2 separate regions of the Neogale vison genome follow, and region 2 is linked to region 1. A link is a contact called in public Hi-C data. All regions are on one chromosome and are shown on one strand. The core of a region is the stretch at or near the end of the contact, and the rest is flanking DNA. Distances in the headings are between cores, read along the strand shown. Region 1 holds the start of TRIB1 (tribbles homolog 1). Region 2 overlaps NSMCE2 (E3 SUMO-protein ligase NSE2).

What was found. A called contact is a pair of places that touch in the nucleus more often than the background predicts.
Region 2: a Hi-C map of fibroblasts shows a contact between it and region 1, with 3 times the contacts expected there. The contact joins the enhancer-like site here to the promoter of TRIB1 in region 1. A contact is called at or near these places in 2 of 3 Hi-C or Micro-C datasets (fibroblasts and muscle).

What each region holds. Positions count from the first base shown.
Region 1 is chr4:15,352,849-15,355,764 of ASM_NN_V1, forward strand. TRIB1 (tribbles homolog 1) reads right to left here and starts at 1,468. Exons shown (of 3, transcript XM_044244952.1): 1 at 1,069-1,468. The coding sequence starts at 1,428.
Region 2 is chr4:15,523,340-15,526,255 of ASM_NN_V1, forward strand. The region is part of intron 4 of NSMCE2 (E3 SUMO-protein ligase NSE2); the gene reads right to left. Among named protein-coding and RNA genes, the nearest start is that of NSMCE2, 90 kb to the right of the region's middle. Within about 2 kb of position 1,417, the one cell type or tissue checked has open chromatin away from gene starts, as enhancers often do. A contact at or near this core is called in fibroblasts, where this site is marked.

The sequences.
Region 1 (2,916 bases), core at 218-2,717:
GCCCCCACCCCCACCCCCACCCCGCCCCCCCCCCCACATATCCTCCCCAAACCGCTCTTAGCCCCACGACGGAGAAGAAAAGCTCCCCCCCCTCCTTAAACCGGGCTGGAGCGCACATTTGAAATTTCATTCAGGTCGGACAGTAGGTGGCAGCAGCAGGCCCGGGACCGGGGCGGGAGGTGGGGGGGCGCGGGTGGAGTTCAGGTGAGTTGCCGACAACCCAAGAACGACTTCAACCAAGGGGTGACCCTGTCTTTCGGTTGGAAAGTAGCAGCCGGGTGTCAGGCTCGCAAAAGCTGGGCTGTGGGAATGTTCCGCGTCTAGAGGCGCTGGAGGAGCACGCGGAGGACCCGGTCTCCAGGAGTTGTATCTCCTGCGAAGCGGAACCTCTCACGTTCATAAGAAAGTCGCTGGCCGGCAAATAAAGACAGGAACGGAAGCGAAGGTTCCTAGCCGGTACCGGCTTCCCAACACTTCTGCGCGGGGCAAATCCCCCGCCCTGGCTGGAAGACGGCCTCAGACCTGCTCTCTGGGGAGGACGGGGTTCTCATCCCGGCGCGGGTTCAAGCCGGAATCCCCAAGCCGCGAGCCTGACGCGGTCTTCCCACCCCTCACCACCCACAGGGGAGCCCAGGTGCCTTGGAGCCCCGGGAGAGAGCTGCCAGCTGCTCCAAGCTCCAAGGAGGCACCCACTGCAGGGCGTCCTCCCAGGACAAGGGGCGGGGGAAGCCAGGAAAATGAGGGAGGGGGGAATGGCATGGCCCTGGAATCCATTTCAATTCCACAACTTCTTTGGAACTCCGTGCGCTAAAGTGGGCGCTAAGCAAAGCACAGAGATAAAGCCACTGAACACCGCACTTCCTCTTGCCGGCCGAGCCCCCATTCTACTGCTCCATCCGAAATCCCTCAATCCCCCAAGGGGTGTGAACCGGTCCAAATGCAACCCACCGCGCTCGAGTCACCGCGGGTGGCACCTGAGGCCCCGGCGCAGGCAAGCGAGACCCCAAGCGCCTTTGCCGGCCACCGCGCCCCCGCAACCCCACGGCAGGTCCCGACCCCGGCGCCTACCTTGCAGCGCAGCTCCCGGCCGGTGTGGATGCACAGCGCCCGGGACACATGCTCGCGCTCCGCCAGGGGCAGCAGCAGGTAGTCTGCGATGCGGCTGGGCCCCGCCGCGCTCCCGGAGGTGCCGCCAGTCCCCGGCGCGGCGGGCGGCGGCTGCGGACTGCAGGGCGAGCCGGGGGGGCTGAGGTAGTCCGGGGGGCTCGAGCACTCAGAGAGGCGCGGGCACTTGGCCGCCACGGCCGCCGCATCGTCCGCGTCCAGCAGGCGTTTGGCCGGGGCGCCCCGGGCGGCCGGGAGCAGCAAGGCCGGGCCGCGGGGCTGGGACGCGCCGCTCATGGCAGAGCGCACAGGACCGACCCGCATCCCGTCCCGGGCCGGGGCGGCCCCGGCTTTGTAGGTCCCGGGATCCGCGCGGGAAGGCGCTGCGGGCTCGGCGCCGGCGCCGAGACCTACTCCAGCGGGCGGGATGGACTTTGCAGACGGAGCTCGGCTCAGCCCCCACTGGGGGCGAGGCAGGAGCCGCTCCCGGGCGCTCGCGTTGCACGCGGGAAGCACGCTGGCCGCGCGTCCGGAGGGAGCAGAGGCCGGCTGGGGTCCCGGGATCTCCGCGGGCACCGGCTCGGGGCGCCTGGCCGGAGGCGGCCGCCGCTATTGTTGTCGAGGCCGCCGACAGTCCCGGAGGCAGAGGCGGCGGCGGCTGGTGTTCCCGACGTCCCGAGCCGCGAGCGCAGGATTCCGCAGGCTTGCCAGAGCCGCGGAGCGAATGCACTTCCGAAAGCCCGAAGTCCCGGAGAGAAAGCCGGAGCAACTTTTCCGCGGCGCTCGGGATCCTGCGCGCTCCTGGGCTCCCGGCGTGTGTGTGAGCGAGCGAGACGCGCTCGGAGAGAGTGACTGAGTGTGAGTGAGTGTGTGCGCCGCACCGATCCCGGCCAGTGCACTCCTCCTTCTCCTTTTCCTCCACCTCCTCCGCCTCTCGGTGACTCACGCTGTATACACACACACACTCACAGGCCGGGCTGTGTAAACAGTTGGGAAGCCGGGTTGAGCAATGAGGTGGCTGCGACGACTCTGGCCCTGCCGCCCGGCAAGCAGTCACCGAAGCGGAGGGAGGAGACCGGGGCAAGGGGGGAGCAGGGGGGAGGAGGTGGAGCTGGGTCGGCGGGGACAACGGGGGTGGCCCGAAGGCTGGGGATGCTCCGGGCTGCGCGCGCTCCGGGGCAGGTGGTGTGTCCCGAGCGGGCTGGGACGCGCGCACACGGCCCCCGGGCTGGGATGGGCAGGAGGCGGCGCGCCCCCCTCCCGCAGGCCCGGGACTCGGCTCTAGCAGCCGGGGAGGGGGCGGAGGAAAAGTTCCCGTGACGTCAGGGTCCCGGGGAAGTGGGCGGGAGGGGCGGGGCCACGGGGGGGCCAAGCGACCGCTGATTGGTGCGCGCTCCTCATTCACACCGAGCACAATGGGCTGCGGGCGCGCGCATCACGGTTTTCGGCCCCAGCTGCTCGCTGCCGCGGGACGGTTACGCCGTTCGCCCCAGGGATCCCTCCACCGCCGCCAGCCTGGAGACCTCGGATAGGAGCCGTGGGCGCCGCCCAGGCCCGGCTGCCGCCGGAGGAAGGGAGGATAGGAAAGGTGATGAATTCCAGAATCAGTCATTCACCCCCACGCGGTAGTTCCGGGGAAGACCTATGCGTGGTAGTGGATGTGGCTTTTTTTTTTTTCCCCTTTTCCTTCCCCCTCCCAGCTCTAATCCCCAGCGTCTGTTCGCTTCCACAAATAGAACCTTCTGTTGGATGAAATAAAAGCAAACACTGGGCCTTCTGCGCTGCCTCCACCTCCACGCCCCTCCCGCGCCT
Region 2 (2,916 bases), core at 167-2,666, 170 kb after region 1:
TCTAATGTTCCACAAAAGAGATGCTATTATCACTGGTGGAATGACCTCCTGTTTTTTCACACTCTAAGAGTTTTTTCTTTTCCCTCAGTAAAGTCAATCAACAAGAGGCAGTTTATGTGACGGTTCAGGGCTTGGCCTCTGCAACCAGATTTCCTGGGTCTGGATCATGAATATGAAGTTGGGCAAACATTCTATGAGCCTCAGTACCTTCCTCTGTAAAATGGGAATGTTACCGTCACTTACACTTCCTAGTACCCTGAACAGACCTGGTATATATAGTAAATGCTCAAAGAATGTCAAAAGTTGCTACTGTTTTGTTTTGTTTTGCAAATGTCACTACTGAAAGTCATGACATCCTTGTACCTGGACTTAAAAGAAAAAAAAAGAGCATATGATGAACATAGTTAATAATGCGCTTATCTGCCTCTCCAAGTGAAGACTACTTCTTGAAGGCTTATTAATTTTTTAATCTTAATTAATTAAAAAATTAATGTAACTTGTAACTTGTATCTTGTAAGTTTCTGGCATTTAATAAGAGCTCAATAAATGTTTGAGTACAGAAATGAATGAAAAGAAAGGAACAAAGTTTGGCAGGCCAAATAAGATCAGCAGCTGTAATACTGGTCTTACAAGCAAATTCAGATTTAATGAGCTTTTATTGAACACCTACTTTATGCTGGGTGCTGCATGAAGACTTGAGGTTATCTTCATACACTCCTATGGGCAAGACACATGTATGTACATAACTGTCATAGTCGCAGACTGGCCACTGAGCCATGCTGAGATTCATTTAGACTAGACTTCTCAGTTTACAACCCGGAGAGTGTTGGTTAAATCTCAAGTTAATTTTCAAGCCATACAAATAACTCACTGATAGGTCTCCAAAATGCAGCAAGAGAGTGTCAGTGAGTCCCGACACAGGTGAATGCTACAGCAGGTCCTGGCATTCTCTCCTCTGGATCTAAGGGAGGATGACAGGACCCCTCTGGGATACAGAAAACACCGTGGGGATATTTTTCGCAGTCACAGAGCCCAAGTCAGAAAGCCCTGCTTCAAAGGACCTCTTTAACCACAGAATAAGGAACTATGTTTTATATTCAAGACTTGGCAGCAACTCAGTTTTCAAATGTTAGGTTTTCATGAAATCACCATAATCTTGGGGAAAATTCAGATTGATCTCTGTCTTTTATTTTTTATTTTATTGGGAAAAAAATTTTAAGCCAGCATAAATGAATAAGTGGATTTCAGTCTTCTCAAAGGGCTCTCTGGGTGTGGCTGAGATCACTAACTTTGAAAACTTAGCAACACAGGATACATTATGAGTAAGTTCTTCGCTTTTTTTTTTTTTTTAAATGATGATGCTAACTCACCAGATCCTTCTGAAAGAGTCCTTTTATTAATTTCAATGAAGTCAAGTAGAGAACAAGTTGTAATATGAAACACAATTTATGCAACTATGTTGAAATTCTCTGCCAGAATTACATCTTCCAGTGTAAGAATCTTATGGTAAAACAATTTCAAAATAATATCAAGCATTAGGTTAGCCTCATTTTGACTTTAGGCTATCATAGGAAAACTTTCTTTATAAATGACTGAAATCCTAAGGCAAAATGATAGTGTCTTTAAATAGAAAAAAAAATTCATGTTCCCACAGTTTATAATAAGAGTTGAAACTAAGCCTCAATTGAAATTATACTGTTAGGCAACTCCAAAAGCTAAACACAAAAACATGTTAAAATAAAAGATTGCAACACCATGGGAAAACCATCCTCATACATACACTTTTAGATTCTCAGCCATTCCTGACCCCAGCCCAGATGAGACCAACCAATCCTTTATAGGTTTTCCTACAGTCAGCCAACAAATGGCTCACTCCCTCCTGAGCCGCACGGGTTACTCAGGGAAAGGCACGCAATACATTTATTTAAAGACCCAATAGAAATCCCGTGGGTGGGTTTGGTCTGCCTTTCAAAACCAATGAACTTCCCATTATATAACCTTTAATAACAAGAGAGGACTTTACAAGTCATACACCCAACTTAACTACAAGGCAGGCTATGTTACACACCTCACCGTATTTTTTTTTAAAAAAAAAAGGAAGGAGAAAAAAGAAGAAAGAGAAAAAGCTTTCAGGATGGCACGTTTCCATCTTGTCAGGTAATGACAGAAATTTTATGACTACTACTTGGTAGTACTACTTACTAAGCTCCTTTTTATAATGATTTTCAGGAAGTATGATATTTTTGATCAGAAAAGCCCAAGCATCTAAAACAAAAGCTCCAGGATGTTTTATTAATTCTTTATAAGATAAAGTAAGTCTTTTAACCACAGGAGAATTCTGAGAATCTAGCTTTTCCAGAAAGCCCAAGAAAAATACTTCAGTTTCACCATTCTCAAATTCATTTGACTTTGAAACAAAATAAACATATTACTCTATTTAATATCGTTGCACAAGCGAATTCACAAGAATGAAATCTGTTCAGAGTTCCTAGAAAAAATGTAGCAATACAGGCTGCCAACTTGTTCAATGTCAAGCTCTAGGCAGTATAGCAGCACTAGCAGTAAATGACTCAGAGTGAGTCACACTTAAGCTATTTTTGCTTTTAAAGTACTGCCAGGCACTGTGTTAATATTCAACCCAGAGTAAATTTAGCCCAACAAGAAAACAAGTGTTTCCATGGCTGCTTCTTCACGGTGTTTATGGTATATATGCAGCCATTAGGCACAGGAATCCAGCCAGATAAATTAAGTGGAAATGATCATCTTTCATTTATATCCAGGCTTTGGAAGAATGGAAACACTAAATGCAACTTAGTCTATTCTTCCATCTCCTTCTAGCTGCCTCTCCCGAGACCAAATAGCAAATATGTAGAGATCATATACCATTAATGAGTCATTTAAATGTCTATGCCATTA